Regions from separate parts of the Mus musculus genome. Here region 1 is linked to region 2. A link is a contact called in public HiChIP or PLAC-seq data. All regions are on one chromosome and are shown on one strand. Each heading gives the region's core, a stretch centred on a gene start, on an enhancer-like site or on the middle of the called end of the contact. The rest is flanking DNA. Distances are from core to core; before and after follow the strand shown.

Evidence for each region. HiChIP or PLAC-seq counts read pairs in DNA pulled down with a chosen protein or histone mark.
Region 1: a contact with region 2 is called in an H3K27ac HiChIP or PLAC-seq map of embryonic stem cells, with 14 read pairs. The contact joins two enhancer-like sites. A contact is called at or near these places in 1 of 15 datasets of contacts at CTCF or cohesin (the NIH/3T3 cell line), 6 of 484 Hi-C or Micro-C datasets (DN3 thymocytes, bone marrow-derived macrophages, double positive thymocytes and 2 more), 4 of 115 datasets of contacts at active chromatin or transcription factors (bone marrow-derived macrophages, embryonic stem cells and stem cell-derived neural progenitor cells) and 3 of 9 other capture datasets (adipose tissue, liver and pancreatic islet).

The regions. Positions count from the first base shown.
Region 1 is chr10:63,317,281-63,322,291 of GRCm38.p6, reverse strand. It overlaps Herc4 (hect domain and RLD 4), which reads right to left. Exons shown (of 25, transcript NM_026101.4): 25 at 4,411-5,011. The coding sequence ends at 4,804. Sirt1 (sirtuin 1) reads left to right here. Exons shown (of 9, transcript NM_019812.3): 8 at 1-543; 9 at 1,328-3,287. The coding sequence ends at 1,656. Among named protein-coding and RNA genes, the nearest start is that of Sirt1, 19 kb to the left of the region's middle. Within about 2 kb of position 3,566, at least 3 of the 459 cell types and tissues checked have an H3K27ac peak or open chromatin away from gene starts, as enhancers often do. A contact at or near this core is called in embryonic stem cells, where this site is marked.
Region 2 is chr10:63,173,513-63,178,417 of GRCm38.p6, reverse strand. The region is part of intron 2 of Mypn (myopalladin); the gene reads left to right. Among named protein-coding and RNA genes, the nearest start is that of Mypn, 28 kb to the left of the region's middle. Within about 2 kb of position 1,362, at least 129 of the 459 cell types and tissues checked have an H3K27ac peak or open chromatin away from gene starts, as enhancers often do. A contact at or near this core is called in embryonic stem cells, where this site is marked.

The DNA of each region.
Region 1 (5,011 bases), core at 2,317-4,816, 140 kb before region 2:
CCCATGAAGTGCCTCAAATATTAATAAATAGGGAACCTTTGCCTCATCTACATTTTGATGTAGAGCTCCTTGGAGACTGCGATGTTATAATTAATGAGTTGTGTCATAGGCTAGGTGGTGAATATGCCAAACTTTGTTGTAACCCTGTAAAGCTTTCAGAAATTACTGAAAAACCTCCACGCCCACAAAAGGAATTGGTTCATTTATCAGAGTTGCCACCAACACCTCTTCATATTTCGGAAGACTCAAGTTCACCTGAAAGAACTGTACCACAAGACTCTTCTGTGATTGCTACACTTGTAGACCAAGCAACAAACAACAATGTTAATGATTTAGAAGTATCTGAATCAAGTTGTGTGGAAGAAAAACCACAAGAAGTACAGACTAGTAGGAATGTTGAGAACATTAATGTGGAAAATCCAGATTTTAAGGCTGTTGGTTCCAGTACTGCAGACAAAAATGAAAGAACTTCAGTTGCAGAAACAGTGAGAAAATGCTGGCCTAATAGACTTGCAAAGGAGCAGATTAGTAAGCGGCTTGAGGGTATGGAATGCGTTTTGTTGAATCACTTTCAAAGTACTGTGATCAGAGGAGGGTGATTCCCAATGTCAGATAACTGTTTTGACATTAGTTGATGAAGGTAGTGCTATGTGTTTGTGTGTATTAAGTTAAAGTAAGTTTGGGCGATGAGTTTGTCTTTGCTGGCAGTAGTGTGTATGATTAAACCTGGGGCTTCAAGCAGCTAGGGAACGAGATCTGTCAGCTGAGTTATATCCCAAAAGTGGGTTTTACTCCGTTCTCCCACCTCCCCAGCAAATGATTAAGACTTGGGTCAGTTTATGATCTTATAGGGTGGGAACCATGTTCTGGGTGGGAAAACTCAGGGTTGAAGATGTACCCCAGAAGGTAATTAGGCCTAGGTCTGCCTTAAGGCTGTACCCTCTTCTACCTTCTTGCTCAAACAAGGCTGCCTTGTTTAAGATCTCGAAAACAGGGTTCCTATCTACTGGACACCTATTTTGTCCTGTCAACTGTTAGGGTGGTGCAAACACTGCTCCCTCCCCTCTAACACAGGCACAATCTGTTCATACACAATGGGAGGCTTGTGCTCTGGGAATTGCACTTGGCCTGTATCATATTTGCCCCTGGAACAAGCTTTGGAAGTATGTTTCTGGTCATTGGTGCAAACAAGGGAGCTGTTAGACTTGAAAAGATGTAATCCCAGCCTTCAGGAGGCAGAAGTAAGAGTTGAGTTCAAGAGTAAGCCAACAAGTTAGGTACTAAGGGACACATAAAATTCTAAGTGCTATTTTCTTCTGTATTTCAGGTAATCAATACCTGTTTGTACCACCAAATCGTTACATATTCCACGGTGCTGAGGTATACTCAGACTCTGAAGATGACGTCTTGTCCTCTAGTTCCTGTGGCAGTAACAGTGACAGTGGCACATGCCAGAGTCCAAGTTTAGAAGAACCCTTGGAAGATGAAAGTGAAATTGAAGAATTCTACAATGGCTTGGAAGATGATACGGAGAGGCCCGAATGTGCTGGAGGATCTGGATTTGGAGCTGATGGAGGGGATCAAGAGGTTGTTAATGAAGCTATAGCTACAAGACAGGAATTGACAGATGTAAACTATCCATCAGACAAATCATAACACTATTGAAGCTGTCCGGATTCAGGAATTGCTCCACCAGCATTGGGAACTTTAGCATGTCAAAAAATGAATGTTTACTTGTGAACTTGAACAAGGAAATCTGAAAGATGTATTATTTATAGACTGGAAAATAGATTGTCTTCTTGGATAATTTCTAAAGTTCCATCATTTCTGTTTGTACTTGTACATTCAACACTGTTGGTTGACTTCATCTTCCTTTCAAGGTTCATTTGTATGATACATTCGTATGTATGTATAATTTTGTTTTTTGCCTAATGAGTTTCAACCTTTTAAAGTTTTCAAAAGCCATTGGAATGTTAATGTAAAGGGAACAGCTTATCTAGACCAAAGAATGGTATTTCACACTTTTTTGTTTGTAACATTGAATAGTTTAAAGCCCTCAATTTCTGTTCTGCTGAACTTTTATTTTTAGGACAGTTAACTTTTTAAACACTGGCATTTTCCAAAACTTGTGGCAGCTAACTTTTTAAAATCACAGATGACTTGTAATGTGAGGAGTCAGCACCGTGTCTGGAGCACTCAAAACTTGGTGCTCAGTGTGTGAAGCGTACTTACTGCATCGTTTTTGTACTTGCTGCAGACGTGGTAATGTCCAAACAGGCCCCTGAGACTAATCTGATAAATGATTTGGAAATGTGTTTCAGTTGTTCTAGAAACAATAGTGCCTGTCTATATAGGTCCCCTTAGTTTGAATATTTGCCATTGTTTAATTAAATACCTATCACTGTGGTAGAGCCTGCATAGATCTTCACCACAAATACTGCCAAGATGTGAATATGCAAAGCCTTTCTGAATCTAATAATGGTACTTCTACTGGGGAGAGTGTAATATTTTGGACTGCTGTTTTTCCATTAATGAGGAAAGCAATAGGCCTCTTAATTAAAGTCCCAAAGTCATAAGATAAATTGTAGCTCAACCAGAAAGTACACTGTTGCCTGTTGAGGATTTGGTGTAATGTATCCCAAGGTGTTAGCCTTGTATTATGGAGATGAATACAGATCCAATAGTCAAATGAAACTAGTTCTTAGTTATTTAAAAGCTTAGCTTGCCTTAAAACTAGGGATCAATTTTCTCAACTGCAGAAACTTTTAGCCTTTCAAACAGTTCACACCTCAGAAAGTCAGTATTTATTTTACAGACTTCTTTGGAACATTGCCCCCAAATTTAAATATTCATGTGGGTTTAGTATTTATTACAAAAAAATGATTTGAAATATAGCTGTTCTTTATGCATAAAATACCCAGTTAGGACCATTACTGCCAGAGGAGAAAAGTATTAAGTAGCTCATTTCCCTACCTAAAAGATAACTGAATTTATTTGGCTACACTAAAGAATGCAGTATATTTAGTTTTCCATTTGCATGATGTGTTTGTGCTATAGACAATATTTTAAATTGAAAAATTTGTTTTAAATTATTTTTACAGTGAAGACTGTTTTCAGCTCTTTTTATATTGTACATAGACTTTTATGTAATCTGGCATATGTTTTGTAGACCGTTTAATGACTGGATTATCTTCCTCCAACTTTTGAAATACAAAAACAGTGTTTTATACTTGTATCTTGTTTTAAAGTCTTATATTAAAATTGTCATTTGACTTTTTTCCCGTTAACTTCCATTGTTCATAGCATACTAGCCCAGTAAGGGTTGCTATCACTAAATGCCTCAAGAAAGTCTATCTTAACACATTTGTTACCTGTGTTTAGTAAGACTGAGGGTGTTGGTTTTCTAGTGTCAGACCAGAGTGAATCCAAAGCTGGCCATGTAAAAGACACCTGGCAAAGAAAGCTAAATACACCAAGTGGAGAAATGGTTTAATGTGGTCTGTGGTTCCCCCTCCTCCTCCAATTTGGAAAGAATGCCAAATGAGATGACAGTACAAATAGCCAGAGCCTCACCCAGAACACTGCTGGGTGTGGTGGGCATGCCCACAGTAGGTGACTCTTGTACATACACAGGGACTAACTTACTAACTTAAGATCTCATTTTTTGTAGGGAGGAGTGCGCTTTGAAGGAAAAAGGTGTGTGTCCCAACTAAGCATTTTTAGACAGGAGTCCGTTTTAGTGAATAGCCCAAATAGCCTCACCAAAACAATTCAAAATAGTGTTGGCTGCAAGAGTTCAGCAGTTGAGTGCTTACTGCTTTTGTGTGGTTCTCAGCTTGTGACTGGGATGCCTGGCCTACACATAACACAAACCACCTAAGTTAAATCAAAGATATTAAGTATTTTAAGCTTTTTATGGCATTTCTGTTAGATGTACCACATCAATTCATATTCAGTTATCCCACATTAATAAACTGAAAATAAGCAACAGCACCATTTAAAATCTCAGATTTTCTAAGCACTAAAAATTGAATACTGCAGCATCAGTAGTTTTAAAGCTGTAACTCGTGATTGTTTCTCACAGTGGCTTATATCTATCTCAGGACTCAGAAAGCTTAAAGTTAAGTAACACTTAATTTAGGTCTGCATATTGTAGCAAAAAGATCATTTCCGCCGGGCGTGGTGGCCCATGCCTTTAATCCCAGCACTCTGGAGGCAGAGGCAGGCGGATTTCTGAGTTCGAGGCCAGCCTGGTCTACAAAGTGAGCTCCAGGACATCCAGGGCTATACAGAGAAACCCTGTCTAGAGATCATTTCCACCATGATTTTTACAGATAGAATCTGCAAGTGAGACTGAATCATAAATTTTAACCCTTAAAACTCTGTTCAATTACAACCATAGAAACTACTGGTATCTGAATGTCACTATTTTATTACAAAATTTTTATTTACAAAATGGAAAAATAATCAAATGACTGTGGGCAGGCCATCGTAGTCTTTCCCCCCAGTGATTGAAGAAACAGTAAGCAACATTTCCATGCACCCACACATCAGGTAATTTCCGAAATATGCAAACTCTTAAAATTCCTGTGAGTAAAACTTTAATGTATTCACAATACTTGTATGAGGATGGACAATTCATGGTTCTGTACAGTTTAGTATTAATGCACAGTTTTTAATTTTGGGCTTTCATCAGTACAGTAGTGAACAATTTATAAGTAAGAATTACAGAAGTAACTCTCACTGTGCTGAATTCACAAGAGAAACACGAGTGGTTTTTGTACTAAACAGAAAAGTCCAAGGTCATATTAAACTGAAGCCTTCATTGTGATCAATAGCTTGGATCAGTTTACATCGGAGGGTTTCTTTCTCTGTATATTTTGGGAGATCTAGAAGATTAAAACAGGTATGGGAAACCGGGAGATAGCTCTCACCACCTCCTGTTGACTGGATGACTAGTTTCAGACTCTTCATACCAAGAATGGGAATCCGATCACTACCTGTCAAAAAT
Region 2 (4,905 bases), core at 113-2,612:
TTTCTTTTTGTTTTTGAGACAGGGTTTTGGTTTTGTGATACAGGCCAGCCCTGTAACTCACTGTAGACCAGGCTGGCCTTGAACTCAGGGATCTGCCTGCCTCTGCCTCAACAGTGCTGGAATCAAAGGTGTGTGTGTGTGTGTGTGGGGGTGACACCACTGCCCAGCATACATAAACATTTTTAAAAGAAGAATATAAATTGTTTTAAAACACAACATAGCTTCTTGTCCTTGATAGGTCCTGTGGTCTTCACAGCCAATCAGGGAAAGTGACGTTAAACATATAAACTTGCAAATCAATTCATCATCTGTAGGTTCTAGAAAGAAAGGGAACAGGGCCTACCAAAATAACAGAAGGTGCGGTCGGAAGGGGACTTTGGAAGGACTGGGGCAAGGTTAAGGGAGAACTCGAAGCAAGCGCTCTCTTAACAAGCACTATTACTGGCGAGTCAGAAGAACATGATCAAATTATACTTAGAACTTGTTAACGTGCTGAGACGACAAGTCACAATATTTATCCAAGTCGCGTTTTAGATGCACTAGTAATTAACAGTAAAATATAATGATAGGCAGCCAAAAAAAAAAAAATCTGGAAAACAGACTGGCAGACTTGGCCAGTCGTGACTCTGGCATGTAAAAGTGAGGCTTGGATCTGCCCTATTTCCCCAACCCGGTGCCTCATTTCTTCTGAGCCTCAAACCACACTGGGCATCTCCTGCCCTCCTGTGAGTGTCTAGGGATTGGCATTCTGGAAATCTGGAGTAGGTGAGGTCATCTCTCCGAGAGCTTTCCGGAACAAGGGTAGCTCTGTGGTCAGGGGTCTCTCTCCCACCCTCGGAAGGCTTCAGGGTGCTGGGTGGGGTTAGGAGCCTTTCGGAAGGCAATCTGGACACTCTAGTTTCTGATTGGATCTCAGTGTGAAAGAGATTAAAAAAAGGGCTGAGGAACAGCCCTAGCCGAAGCCAGTCGGACAGGCTGAGTAAGCATTTTCAATGCTTCTGACTAAGGGCTCAAGCACGGGAACCTACACGCGTACTCACCCCACCCCACCCCACCCCATCCCACCCTCCCCCAACCCCACCCCACCCACTTAGCTCCCTCTGGGCATCCAATTTCCCGGAGATGATCCCACTTTCTTCCGGTAAAGAAGAGAAAGCTTACGGAAGGAATTGAGACAGTCCTATAATGTTTACATAAAGGAAGAAATTTATTTGTTTAAAAAAAAAAACTACTTACATTTGTTTTAGGAAAAAAAAAACACCCTGATACATTGCTTAAAAATTCAAATGCAGACACTAGAGAGATAGCTTAGTGGTTAAGAGTGCTATATACTCTTCTACACGACCTGGGCTAAAACCCAGCGCCCACCTAACAGCTCACAAACCCTCTGTAACACTAGTCCCGGGGCATGCATCACTCACACTCCGTGAGCACCAGGCACACACACACACATACACACACACACACACACACACACACACACACACACACACACACACACACAAGATGGACAGACATCCATGTAACCCAAACACCAACGCACATACAATCTAAATTCGAAAATTGAAATACAGGTCAGGGCGTGGTAGCACACGCCTCGATTCCAGCTCCCCAGTGGCAGAGATGGGTGGCTTCCTGAGAGTCTGAGGCCAGCTTGGTTCTTATAAAGTGAGTTCCATGTTACCCAGGACACTATCTCAAAAAATAAAAATAAAAAAATAAAAGAGCAACTATTACAGAGCGGACTACTTTCGATTCTCCTTACAGTTTCCTGTTTATTTCCCTCTAGGTCTCTTACAGTTCACAGTGCTCAATATTTTTGTTCTTAGTTCCCTTTTACAATCTTAAAGATCACTGAGGCCCAAAAGAAGGCTTTTTCTTATGTCCTCCCCTTCCTTCCTCCTCTCCCTCCCTGTCTCCTCCCTCCCCGATCCCTTCCTGTACAGAAACAAGCTTACTGTCTCCAGCCTAGAAATTTTGTTCATATGAGTTATAATTACATATCATGTTAGAAATGAAAAGTACAGTGTTCCAAGTATTCATCCATTTTATAATAATTAATAATAATAATAATAATAATAATAAAACAGGTCACTCTAAAATAATTTGATGAAGAGTATTTTCCAAATCAAAAAACTTAGCCAGAAGAGTGGCATTGCTTTAGTAAGTGTCTGTATGATAGGTATGTGTGATATATGTTGTATGTACACATGTGAATTTGCTTCGGCACTCAGTCTATTGTAATATGCTGTTGGGGCTGAAGTCACCCAGTACTGAAGTGTCAGTACTGATGGGGGATTGGAAACATTAGTGTTTCTCAGCCTTTCAGCTCATGGCTTCTTAAAGGTTAGTGCACAGGGGGAAACCTGAATCCTACCAAAGAACTTTTGTCCCCTGGTGTTAAAACCCACCGGGTCATTTTGAACTCCACAGGGACAATATCTTCCATTTGTCATTTGGGAAGTGAAGAATGCAGATCTTCCAAAACGTGGCATTAAAAAAATCATTTGTTAAATCATTGATTACACTTTTTAAAAAAGTAATCAAAACTTTAAGGTAGTAAGAAACCTAAACTCACTGTAGGAGACATAAAAGTTTTCTGGTTTCTCCCAGGAAAGACATTTTTTAACCTGTCAGCAGCAAATACTGTCCGCTGTTCTTACATGAGATGACAAATTTGCTTCCTGTGGTTCGTGACCCAGGTCTGAGTGTCCATATCCCGTCTACCAGGTTTCAAGTTAAAGATCCACCTAAAAGATCACACCATGCATTAAACAGTTAGCTTAGCCTTCAGTTTGAGCACAGCACAAGGACCCTCCTCAAGAGGCAGCAATCCCTTCTGTCACACCCCACTCCATCACCCAGGATATTTAAAAACATAGACTCAGGGTTAAGATTCAATAAAAAGCTGCTGGGTGCACACCCCTTCCATTCCAGCACCCGAGAGGAAGAAGGTAACCTGGGCTACATTGTTCCAGGCCAGCCCAGACTACAGAGTGAGACACAGCCTCCAAGGGGTGGGGGGGGGGGCGGGGGTTGATAAAAACTAATGCTTTTTGCTGCTTTGTCCAACTCTGTTCTTTGTGGGTGTGTTGGGCTCGCTGTCTTAGTCTGCTCTGTGACATGCTTCCATTAATGTGGCTGAAACACCCCGTGCTCTCTTTACTTTCTGTGGCTTTTGCTGCATCAGGGTAACTGTGAATACAATGGGCAAATAATCTCACTTTTGTTCTCACAGAAAGTGAGAGACCTTAGTTCAGCGAGATGCCTCTGAGCATACGCTGGCGTAAGCTATTCTCTGTTGATTTCTGTCTGTTGGCTGAGACAGCATCCCTGCATTAAACCAGCACCCCGATTTTTTCCTTTCATGTTGCCTCAATATATTGTTATATCAAAAATATTTAATGGTTAGTTGCTTGTTACTGGAAAACTGTCTGTCACTTCACAGCCTTATGGGGTAAGGTTCTTTGTTTACATAGCACCCACTGTTATCAGTGGATCGATTCCGGAAGACCCCTGTGGCTATCTATAACGCTTGAGTCCCCCTATATAAAGCCATGTATTTTATTTGTTATTTGCATATAATTAATGCATATTTTCCTGTCTTGGTGCTTAGGGCTAAGCCCAAGGCCTCTTGTGTGGGAGGCAGTTACCTGGTCACTTATCTGTGACCCCAGACTGTCACTTTACATTGTGTCTACACGATGTAGGAGAGATTACTTACGTGTTTAGGGTTGGAGAGGGAAGGGGAAGAGAGGCTAACAGACACGTAACAAGTGACATGAGGACAGGGGTGGGAAGGACCTATGGCAGAGATGAGGGGCAGCACTGGTAGAGGAAGAACATGTCTCATTGTCCCATGTGTGCGGAGAGGCCACAGCCACACTCGTGACTCTGGTCGTTAACTTGAAAGCTCATTTTAAAGGCTCGGCACAGTGGCATATACCTGGCTTCTTTGTCTGTATGTGTTTGAACATGAAACAAATTTGACTCGATTCTGTCAGTGTATGAACTTCAGACCAGCCTGGTCTGTGAGGTTAAGCCCTTGGGTTTTCCCCAGAGAAACCCCTCCTTGAAGCCCTTCTTTCCCTTGCTCATCTCTGGGACCTCTGCTTGCTCACCCTGCAGTCTAGCCCTCCTGGGACAATGGCTGACTGCTCAGCTGAGGGGCAGTGACCTGAAGTGGAGGCTCATTCCCCAAACTTGTAACCTTTCCTCGATTTACATTCCATGTCTTCCCCCCTGCTGTCACCAATCTCCTGTCTCCATGACCCAGTTTTCTGGGATCTGGCTGCTCAAAGCATCTTTCACTGACAGCCCCGAGGAAATGCTGGATTTGCATCTCTCTGTCCATCTTCCCACTGCACCCGAAGGGAGCGTCTGCTCTTGTTTTCCTTCAGAGTTCTTTTAGTTTTTGTGGCTCTGTGCCTTTAGAACGGTCTTTTATTCTGTCATCTCAGCATTCAGGATGTGGGGTCAGAAGCATGAGGAATCCAAGGTCATCTTTGTCCACTTACCAAGTTTTAAAAACTTGAGTTGGCTTCAAGAGACTCCATTCCAAGACTCCTGGGAAGGAACAAGAAAGTAAGAGAGAGAGGGAGGGAGAGGGAGAGAGAGAGGGAGAGGGAGAGGGAGGAGAAGAAGAAGAAGAGGAGGAGGAGGAGGAGGAGGAAGAAAGAAAGGAAGGAAGAAAGGAAGGAAGAAAGAAAGAAAGAAAGAAAGAAAGAAAGAAAGAAGATCTTTTTAGTCTCATTTTCTGAGTATTTCAAATGGAAAAAAATGATGATAAATATGCTTAACACACAGTGTTTGATCAAAAGCCCAGTGTTTCAGGTTCATTCATGGCCACTCCTCACAGTCTTGGTTAGCTGTGTGCCCCGGGAGCCGTGTGAAACTGTCTTGGCA